3 separate regions of the Sus scrofa genome follow, and all the other regions are linked to region 1. The links are chromatin contacts, called in public promoter capture Hi-C maps. All regions are on one chromosome and are shown on one strand. The core of a region is the stretch at or near the end of the contact, and the rest is flanking DNA. Distances in the headings are between cores, read along the strand shown.

The links. Promoter capture Hi-C pulls out the DNA fragments that hold promoters and counts their contacts.
Region 2: a contact with region 1 is called in a promoter capture Hi-C map of liver, with 2.3 times the contacts expected there. The contact joins the promoter of ARCN1 here to the promoter of BCL9L in region 1. A contact is called at or near these places in 1 of 5 promoter capture datasets (liver) and 1 of 2 datasets of contacts at active chromatin or transcription factors (alveolar macrophages).
Region 3: a contact with region 1 is called in a promoter capture Hi-C map of liver, with 4 times the contacts expected there. The contact joins the promoter of PHLDB1 here to the promoter of BCL9L in region 1. A contact is called at or near these places in 1 of 5 promoter capture datasets (liver), 3 of 47 Hi-C or Micro-C datasets (heart right ventricle, mesenchymal stem cells and skeletal muscle) and 2 of 2 datasets of contacts at active chromatin or transcription factors (alveolar macrophages and skeletal muscle).

The regions. Positions count from the first base shown.
Region 1 is chr9:46,173,261-46,176,847 of Sscrofa11.1, reverse strand. BCL9L (B-cell CLL/lymphoma 9-like protein) reads left to right here and starts at 1,796. Exons shown (of 11, transcript XM_013979456.2): 1 at 1,796-2,608.
Region 2 is chr9:45,862,136-45,865,722 of Sscrofa11.1, reverse strand. It overlaps ARCN1 (coatomer subunit delta), which reads right to left and starts at 1,951. Exons shown (of 10, transcript XM_003357318.4): 1 at 1,780-1,951. The coding sequence starts at 1,782.
Region 3 is chr9:45,900,342-45,903,928 of Sscrofa11.1, reverse strand. PHLDB1 (pleckstrin homology-like domain family B member 1) reads right to left here and starts at 1,830. Exons shown (of 26, transcript XM_021062931.1): 1 at 1,566-1,830.

The DNA of each region.
Region 1 (3,587 bases), core at 547-3,046:
AATTGGGTGGACCTGACAAGCATCCTTTTTTGAGAAATGTGGCTCAAATGTTATCTTGTGGCCTATCTTATTCCCACAGGACCCTGGAGAGGGGAGATGAGATTAAGGCCTCTTTCCATGGGTCAGGTACCATCCTAGGCTCTGGGAACTTTCAAACCAGAGCTCAGCCTCTCTGGGATTCAGTTTTTTGGGTTTTTTTTTTTTTTTTTTTTTTGTCTTATCTAGGGCCGCACACATGGCATATGGAGGCTCCCAGGCTAGGGGTCGAATTGGAGCTACAGCCACGCGGGATCTGACCCGCGTCTGCGACCTACACCACAGCTCATGGCAACACTGGATCCTTAACCCACTGAGCAAGGCTAGGGATCAAACCTGAAACCTCATGGTTCCTAGCCAGATTCGTTAACCACTGAGCCACGACGGGAACTTCAAGTTTTAAGTGAGAATAACACCTATCTCATAGGGTTGTGATGGTCCAATCCCTAACGATGCTTGGTCTTGACATAGTAGGCACTTGGGGAAGTTTCGCTCATTGGCTCAAATGATGACCAAGAGTTAGTGTGTATAAAAATGCTTTGTAAACTTCCATGTTAGGCACCCACAGGGGTTGTTATGTTATCTTCTTTCAGGATTTCTCCCTCTTTTCCAGCTGTGCCTCCCCAGAGCTTGCCCAGTACCCAGCTGTGAGCACCATCAACCTATCAAGTGTATGTTTACTGAATCCCTACTATGAGCCCAGCACTCGTGTGCTGTGGGGAATAAAGAAGCTTAGGAGGTATGGTTTGGGGCCCCAAGAGTTTTTGGGGGTAACCAGATATACACACAGGAGAAACAAGATAAAACATACAAGTAGGTACTCGGTTGGGTAGCACAGATGTAATAGATGATCAAAAGAGACGGAGGTCAGTGAGGGCTAGAGCCATCTGGGGGCGTCTGTGAGGAGGGGCAGGGGACAGATCAGAGGAAACAAATAGCAAGAACAAGGGAGCTTGCTAGTGCCCTTCATTTCTGAAGCCAGCAATGCTTGTTACTTGTTGGTATTTTGGGTGCAGGGGGCAGTGGGATACAGGGAAAGTGCCTTGGGGTAAGGACACCCAAACTCTAGTCCTGGGCTTACCACTTTCTAGCTGTGTAACCCTGAGGAAGTCCTTAACTAATGCAAGCCTCTGTTTCCTCATCAGTATTATGGGGCCATAACATCTTTCTCACAGGTTTGTGGCACACGTTGAAATAACATATGTGAAATGCTTTAAAATAGTGCCTGACAATTTCTTTTTCACTGCACCTACTCACCTATAGGGTCTCCTTGTGTGTGTGTGTGTGTGTGTGTGTGTGTGTGTGTGTGTGTAGCACTTTGAGGTTAGGAGAGAGCTCTTTTGAGAGAACAATGGTTTTACTTCTACAAACATTTTCTTAGCATCCACTTTGTGATGCTGAGGATTGAGATGAAAAAATTTAGTCTACATCCTCAAGGACCTCATGGTCTACTAGGAAAGAGAGATGAATAAAGAGATGCTCAGTGCATAATGAATGTGGGTGGGTACAACCGAGAGGGACCCAGTTGTGTGTGTGTGTGTGTGTGTGTGTGTGTGTGTGTTGGGGGTTGGGGGAGTCTAGGCAACTCCCACTCCTTCCAATCAGTGTAGATAGGAGGGTGTGTTTGTCAAACCTCTCCCTAGCCTGAGATGTTAGCGCGCCTCCTCCCCAGTCCTCGGGAATGGGGAGGAGAGAGAGATAGACGCCCCCTCCCCGCCCCCGGGCCAACCTGCCTCCCGCAAGCCGGCCGGGCGCCTTACCGAGTCAGACCACTGGGAGGCTGGGGGAGCCGGGTTGGGCGAGGAGGCGAGCGAGATGGGGGAGCTCTTATTTTGACAGGGGCCTCTCCGGGCTCTGGTATGAAGGCAGAAGGAGGCAGCCAGAGAGCCCCGATGCTTATTCAGGCTGGGGAGCGGAGCCGAGTGGAGGGGCGAGCGAGGCTCCGGCAGCGCAGGGGAGCCCGGGGAGGCGGCGGCGAGCGGCTGAGCCAGTGGCCGGACATGCCCCGGACTCGGGGCCGCTGCACCACCGCCGCCGCCCGGAGCCAGCCGGCCGGACACCCGCACGCCTGGGTCCCCCGGCGCCGCGCCGCCCGGGGGCTGCGACCTGGACCCTCGGCGTCCGACCAACAATAAGCGCCCAGACAGCCCCCTCCCCGCCCCGCGCCCGCCGTCCCCGCGGGCCTCGGGGAAAGTGAAAGGAGGAGGCGAAGGAAGGAAGGAAGGAAGGAAGGGAGGAGGAGCAGGAGCCGGAGCCGTGAGGTTCGGGGCCGAGACCCCAGCCCCGAGCCCCGGGCCGGGCTGTTGTGCGCGTTCTCCCGCCGCTGCCGGGCGCCCACGACCATGCTCCGCGGTTGGGAGGCAGGAACCCAGGCGCCCAGCGACCCCCGGATACCCACTCCCGGGCCGTGCTGGTACTGAGATCAAGGCGTCCAGGATCAAAAGATCACTGCCTGCCTGCCCCCCTCCGCACCTCCAACTGGCGAGCAGGAGGACCCCAATCCACCCACCGACCCTGACCTGGTCATGGCGTCCAGCTCCGGCCTGGCGTGAGGACCCCCGACCCGCGCGAGGTGAGGGGTGGGCTGGGGCCGAGGGCGAAAGTCATGCCAGGCCAGCAGAGGCGTGAGAAGGGAGATCCACTTCGAATTGGGGAGGGGGGAACACTGGCTGATTGTCCCTTGCCCTCTGGCATGCACCCCCAGGCTGTTTGAGGGAGGGTTGCTCCCAGGGTTAGTGGAGGCTACTCTTGGGCCCCCAATCAGGTTGGCAACCCCAGAACACAGACGGGAGGGATTAGGGGCAGTCAGGGGACCCTGCCACCCTAGCGCAGAGAACAAGGCCGGCCTTGGGCCAGCTGGAGCAGCAACCCTGCCCTGGGGGCTTCTGGGAGATGTAGTCCCCCTTCCAGGCTCACCAACCCCTTGGGTCTCAGCACCCCAGCACTCCTCTCCTGGCTCATGGGAGCCTCCAGAAGGAGGTGCATTAGGAATGGGGATTGCTGGGGGTCACCCTCTGTCCCCAAGCACTGTCTAGGACCTGCAGGGGCTGTGACTGGAGGAGTCACCCCTGCCAAGGATTCTATGTGATGTGGGCTTGGCTGGGGGTGGGGTGGGGCAGTCACAGAGTTCCTTGGAGGTGTCTCTGCACTGCTAAGGGGAGGCAGCCCCTGCCTTGGTCCAGAGGAGCCCTTGGGGGAGAAATGTGGGGAAGCGAAGGGAGGCTTCGGGCTGCTTGCTTGGCTGGGCTATGTCCTATCCCAGGGCTGCTGGCATTTGGTTTCAGGGGACACTGAGATGTACTCTCCCCTTCTCCCTCTTGGGAGCTGAGAGTGTCCCTCACAGTCTGGGAGTCCGGAGGGTGTCTCTCTGGAGCAGTGAAGCCAGGATCAGCTTCTGTCTGTCTGTCCAGCTTCCTTCCTTCCGGGTTTTTCTGACACCCCCTCCTCCCTCCTCCTTCTGTCTGTCTGCTGCTTGGGCTGTGGGGCTGTGTCTGTGTCAGGGGGGCCCCTGCTGTAGGAAGGAAAAGTGTGGCTCTGGGAGAGGTGAGCCG
Region 2 (3,587 bases), core at 702-3,201, 310 kb after region 1:
TTTACTCCACTATGCAGGGCCAAAGATTAAACCCATATCTCTGCAGCAACCTGAACCACTGCAGTAGGATTACTTTTTTTTTTTTTTTTTTGCTTTTTAGGGCTGTACTCATAGCATATGGAAGTTCCCAGACTAGGGGTCAAATTGGAGCTGCAGCTGCAGTCCTATGCCACAACCACAGCAACGGCAGAATACAGGTGGTGTGTGCAACCTACACCACAGCTCACAGCAACACCAGATCCCTGACCCACTGAGGGACTGAACTTGCATCCTAAGGATTCTTTCCACTGCACCACGAAGGGAACTCCCTGCAGTTGGATTCTCAACCCAGCAGGAACTCTTTGATTTACAAGGTTTTTGTAAAGATCACCTATGTTTGGTTTATGTAACACAAGGCTTTAATTTTGACTTTAAAATTATAATATACTCTGAAATGCATTATAAGTACACCCAGGATGTAAAAGGAAAGTAACTTAAAAATCACTACCCAAATATTAAGCCTCCCAGTGGAAATGAAGAAAGGACTTTTTGGAAATTTTATGTCCGACATAAAAGTTTTATGAGGCAAACCTGCTTGATGCAATTTATATGCCTGAAGCTGAAGAAAATCTTTCAGTGGTTTAAAGCCCAAGCACGAAAAAGGCTGTCAACAGAACTTAATATGACTGGCACCAAATTACATCATCATATCTGAAGCATGTAGGAAAATGCTTTAAATCAAATTATGAACCTACTGACAAAAAAAGAATTAAAAAAAGGAATATCCTTCAAAAGACTGAAGGCCATAAAGTGCACTTAAAAATAAATTTATAGCTTGTTTGGAACCAAAAAATTTCTCCTGCTTCATAAATACCCATCCGCGGTAGTAATAAAGCAAGATTTGGTGGATTGAGCATTGTGTTTTGTCCCATCCCATCCACATTAATTTTAACTGTCTCAACAACAGATGGGAACACAACTGAAGGCAAGTAGCAAGTCCCAGAGTGTGAACCCTTTCTCACTCCCGTGAGACATCTGACACACACATTTCATTTCACCTGAACTATAAGCTCCTTGAAGACAGAAAGCCTGTGTTCTCCTTAATCTGCTCACATTTCTACAATGCTCCATACACACCTATATACTCAATCGCACTGATAAATGGACTTACCCAAGATCTACAGAAATAGGTAGCAGCTTTCAGGAACACTTGGGTCCTACAAATTAGTGCCAGAAGTTAATCCTACCTGTTCTAGGCCTCTTTTCGGAACTGTCCTCTATTTCTCCCTTTTGAACAAACTAAAGAAAAAGTCCGGAACGCTAACGGATTTAGATTTAGGTTTAGAACATCAATGGCCTAAGGAACACCGGGGGGAGGTGAGCCGATTACAGAAGAGAACTCCTGAGAGGCCCGGCTTGCTGAGCCTAAGCACCCACGGAACCTGCTGGACACTAGCTTCCTGGTCCGCAGAGTGGGGTCCACGGGACATCACTAAGAGGTTCCTGCAGAGCAAAACTCCAGGCCCGTTTTAGGGCCTGAGTCCTGGCAGAGCAGGGTGCCCAGCCGATTGCGGGGGAGGGGTGTGGGCGCAACGACAGACGACTGGAGGAGTCAGGTCCCTCGGATCTCTCCACAGGTCGGACACAGGGTAGGGAAGGCCACAACGCTCCCAGAGCCCCAGCGAAGCGACCGGCTCCGGGCGCTCGGGGCGGGGCTCCTCTGGCCCCAGCACCAGGCCGGCAGCAGGGAAAGCGGGCGAGCGAGGCCGTCCAGGGAGCTGGGTCCGGCTCAGGTCTTACCATGGTGAGGGCGGTGGTGAGGCGCTCCCGCGCTCCAGCTCCACTGCGACTCCGGCTGGGGTGGGAGGAAGGGGAGCACCCGCCGCTCAGAACCTGCTGCCCCCCTGACAGGAGCGCCGGCCGCTTCGCCTCCTGCCAAGATGGCGGCCTCGAGCCACGTCTCCAACCGGAAACGGCGCGGGTCAAAGGCCGGGAGGCGGGGCGCCGTGAGTGGGGAGACCGGGCGCAGGGCTGCTACGCAGGCTGTGCCATGGAGTCCTGGAGCCTCCACCTCCTGCGTGGAACCGCTGGCTTCAGTTCCTTCACCGTCCTCAGCGCCTTCGTTTAAATTGCGAAATCTCTTGCAGTTTATAAAGCTCTCAGAGCCACTGGTAGCATTTAACATACAAAATAACTGGTGTTCATAAGGGACTAGTAGCCAGAATATATAAAGAATCCTTAAAACTCAACAATGGAAGGAGTTCCCCTTGTGGCTCAGTGGAAACGGAACGGGACTAGGATCCATGAGGATTTGGTTCCATCCCTGGCCTGATGCAGTGGGTTAAGAATCCAACATTGCCTGAGCTGCAGTGTAGGTGACAGACACAGCTTGGATCTGGCATTGCTGGTGGCTGTGGCAGCAACTGCAGCTCTGATTTGACCCCTAGCCTGGGAACTTACATATGCCACGGGTGCAACCATAAAAAGACAAAAACAAAACGATAGATGGCCAATAAGCACATAAAAATATGCTCAATATCTTTAGTCCTTAGGGAATTGCAAATCAAAGCTTGCTAGGATGGCTATAATAATAAGAGTTGGTGAGAATGTGGAGAAATTAGAACTCTCATACACTGCTGGCGGGAACCTGAAGTAGTTTAATTGTTTGGGGAAAGCTTGGCAGCTCCTCAAAAAGCTAAGCATGGGGTTACCATGTGACCCAGCAATTCACTCCTATGTATGCGCCCAAGAGAGTTAAAACCACACACCCATACACAACCTTGAACACTAATGTTCATAGAAACATTGTTCATAATAGCCAAAAAGTGGAAACGATCCAAGTGTCCCTCAGTACTCGAATGAATAACAAAATGTGGTATATTTAGAGTTCCCACCGGCAAAGCGGAAACGAATCCGACTAGGAACAATGAGGTTTCGGGTTCAATCCCTGGCCTCACTCAGTGGGTTAAGGATCCGGGGTTGCCATGAGCTATGGTGTGGGTTGTAGACGCGGCTGGGATCTGGCATTGCTGTGGCTCTGGCATAGGCCGGCAGCTACAGCTCCGATTAGACCCCTAGCCTGGGAACCTCCATATGCCGTGGAGGAAGCTCTAAAAAGACAAAAAAAAAAAAAAAAAAAAAAGGTAGTATATCTAAACAATGGAATATTAGTCACAAAAAGGAATTAAATTCTGATACATGATACAACATGGATGAACCTTGAAAATACTATGTTAAGTGAAAGATGCCACTCACAAAAGACCGTATCTTCTATGACTCCATTTATGTAAAATATCCAGAACAGATAAATCCATACAGAGAAAGAATGGCCGGCAGCTACAGCTCTGATTTGACCCCCAGCTTGGGATTTTCCATAGGTCGCAGGTGCAGCCCTAAAAAAAATTAAAATTAAAAAATTAAAAAAGCGGGAGAATGTGTTAAATTTGAATCACAGGTAAATAATAATTTGTTAATACTATAAATATGTCCCATGCTATGGACACAGTGGAGGGGAAAGACTATAATGTAATAAAAATGCTATAAAAGTAGTACAGAATGTCAGGAATTGAGGCAACCCCTGAGTTTGCCTAAAGGCTGAGTGGTCTGAC
Region 3 (3,587 bases), core at 581-3,080, 270 kb after region 1:
ACTTCAGGCGTGCAGGCTGGAGGAGGCGGCAGGACGAGGTACCATTGTAGTTTGAGGTGTGATTTTAGCGTGTACCGGGTGGAGGTGGAGTGCCGGAAAAGGGCAGCTCTCCAAGGCCGGGGGACAGAGTGGGGTTTCCGCACCGAGCAGCCCTGCCGCCCTGCGCCGCCCTGCGCTGCCCTCCCTGGGGCCGCCAGGTGGGACAAGGCCGCAGTGTTGGGCCGCCTGCCGGGCCGCCCCGCCCGCCGCTGACGCTGGACAAGCGGCCTTTCTTTGGCCTGGCGGGGAGAAGGGGCCGCTTGTTTGCTCGGCGGGGGAAAGGGGCGGCCCCCAGACACCGCCGGCTCCTCGCGGGCAGCTTGGGGGGGGGGGCGCTTGTGTAGCATTTGTGTGTGTGAGGGGAGGTGCGTGTTTGAAGGGAGCGCGTGTGTAAGAAGCTGCATGCGTGAGGACTGAGTATGTGATGGGTGTGAGCCGTGGGGGCTGCGTGTCAGGGAGTGCGTGTGCGCGGGGAAGGGTGTGTGCGCGGGGAAGGGCGTGAGCGCGGGACGCCGCAAGTGTGAATGTGGACCTCCTGAGAGTGCTTGGCGTGTGTGTAGAGTGTGTAGAGGTCTAGGAATGTTTGGGTCCCACACGTGTAACTGCAGAGAGAGACAGGGGTGTCGGCGTGGCTTGTGTAGTGGGAAGGGTGAGTGGGTGGTGCCTGGTGGGGCACCGAGGGTGTCTGCTCGTGGGATGCCTGACGTGGTGGGGAGTTTTGTTTGTGTGTGACCGGTCCGATGAGTCAGCCCTCCGGGAGGCTTCGGGACCGCTGAGCTAACGGGCCCAGAATGCAGCCCCGCCCCGGCGCCCTGGGTCCCCCGCCGGGCGGCGCGCTCTCCCGGCCCAGCCGCCGCTCGCGCCAGCCTGGGCGGAAGAGTCAGCGAGCGCCTCGGCAACCCCGCGGCCCCTCCCGGGCCCCCTCCCGCCCGCGCTTCCCAGTCCCAGAGGAGCCCGGATGACCTGGCTCAGCCTCGGCCCGGGGAACTCCGCAAGGGATTCGAATCCAGACCAAGCGGGAACTCACTGACCCCACAGCCCTCTCCAGCCTCCAGGACCCCTAAAGATGCGGGTCCTCCGAGGAGGGCCCGGGAGGCCCCAGATGTGCCACCTATCTACTGATACTCCCACGAGTCGCTCCCGGATACTACTGCCTCCGAGCCCTACTTAACATCCCTTTCCCATCCCTAAAGGAGGCCCGGCTCGGGACAGAAGCAGAGATGCCCCAGGGGACCCCCTCGCTCCTGGTGCAGTGCTCTTAGTCCTTCTATCAGCGGAAGAGCAGAGGTGTGGGGGGCAGGCGGACGAGTCCCAGGAGTATCGCCGGGCTGCCTGGGTTCCCGCAGGAGACTCTGAAGGGACAGGGTCCTCGTTCTTCCAGAGTGGGATAGGGGGTGAGGGGTGGAGCGCGAGGGCCCCCTCTGGCGGCGGCGCGGGCAGCGGCTCAGGAGGGCAAGAGTAAGGAGTTCCCAGGAAAGCAACGAAGCCCATTCTGCAGAAAAACCTTGGCGCTCCCATGCACTCACCTGAGGCACCCCCTCCTCCTCTAAGGGTTTCTTCCGGGCTCTCCAGCCCAAAGCTGATCTGAGGGCTGTCGCCAGGCCCCTGGGATTTCCTCCTGTCCTGTCCCAGCAGTGCAGCTAGCAGGACTCGCAGGCTCAGTGAGAGGGAACGTTCTTACCTCGGCGGGAGAGGGGGACACCGGTTCCTTAGCCCGGCTCAGCCTCTGAGGCCTCAGGCTCCGGAGAACACTCTTGCTTTTCCCTGGGAGCCCAGAAAGTAGGAGGAGAGCGAGCGGGTCCCGCCTCCCCATTCCCCACCCCACCCCCACCCCCACCCCCCGCTAGTCCCCGCCCCCGTCCCCCGTCCCGTCCGCCCGGCCAGCCTGAGGAGACGCCCTTGTGGGACCGGAGCCCAAGGTCCCCCCCACCCACCCTTTCCCAGAGCAGCACCTCCCCCCCCCCGCCCCCGCCTGCACAGCGCCCGCTTTGTTCATCTCTGCAGCTGGGCTCTCGGCTACCACCACCACCGTATACACCCCCCATCCCCACTCACTTTCCGGGTCCGACTCTCTTAGACCACCCTCCAGCCTAGGCTTTAAGGTGCTTCTGAGGATTGACAGTTTCTCTCTACTTCCGCCCCCCCCCCCCCGCCCCGAACTTTAGATGTCTAAACCCTCCATCAGCTCCCAGTGAACCTCATAGTCCCAGCCCTCCAACACACTCTCAATATTTCCAAATACCTTCAGGGGATATCCAGGTTTGGCCTCTGTCGCTCCTGCTCATCCTACCACCATGACAGCTTATGGGGTTGATAACCCTGCATATACGGTGGCACAGATATTTTCAAGGATAGGTACAAGAAGGCGTGTTAAAGTGCCATGCAAACTGTAAAGAACAGGAAAGCTGAATGGAAGTGTCATCCTGGCCCCTTGTTAGCTCCACCCCCACCACAACCTGCAGGATTATAACTGGAAGGCAAACGATAGATTTATAGTTGAGCACACCATCCTATAGCAGTTTGGATCTCTGTTGGACTGAGAAGTTAATAAGGAAAAAGAGGAGGGACTAAAAACCTAAGAGAAACCTAGACACTGAGCCTGGCTGAAAGTCATGCTCCTTTTCAACCCCCACCCGAAATCCAACGCTGATAGTGGATCCTTACCTTGCAAAGCCAGCTCTTGCCTCAAGAGACTGGGGAGGCCCCAGGGAACTGAACTCAGCTAGACTGGATTCCTTTAACTTTCATTAGAGGGACCTCTGAGACTGACTCTTCCTCCCTGAAGGAGAAGGCAGAAAGTCCCCAAGCCCCAAGGAGAAAGCAGAAAGCCCCCAATTCCAGGGGGGGAGAATAGCAGAAAATCAGGGACAAGTCTTGTTCTGATTCAGTGACTTTAGTGTGTACCCTCTCTCCCTACCTAACTCAGGAACGACAGGAGGTTGAACTTCAGGAATCTCTGGTCACTCATTGACAGGGCCAGCATTAGCAGGGGGCCCCCCACAGCAGGAGGCAGGAGATGACTGGAGCCAGGCAATGGACAAAAAGGGGGAGGGGGAGGGAAGCTCTTTGCAGCTACCTGCTATAGCTAACAGAGGTCGAACTATCAGGCTACAGCATGTACCGGAAAGCCCCAAGATTTGGCCAGGGGTGGGGAGCAATGTTGAGAGTGGAAGCCTCTTATTCTTTTTTCATACTGGTTGAGGCTCATAAAAGTACTTTTATTCTAGCCATCTTTCATGAGGCAGATCATAAAAGTAATTTTCAGGCTATTCTGCTTAAAAAAAAAAAATTAAGAAAGAAAAGGCAAAAAAACAAAACCCAACTGTTGTATCCTATGTGCCAAGACCCAGCATTTGAGGGAAGGGGCTCAGATTGGGGTACCCCAGAGATTTCACATAACTGTTTCACAACTCCAGCTCTTCTTTACCGTCTTGGTCAGGAGGAATTTCAGGGAATAATCAAGCCTGCCACGGAGGTTGCAGATGCTGAGACAGAGTTGAGACATCACTCAACTTCTCTCTGTCCTCGAAGCCCAGCAACCAGCTGAC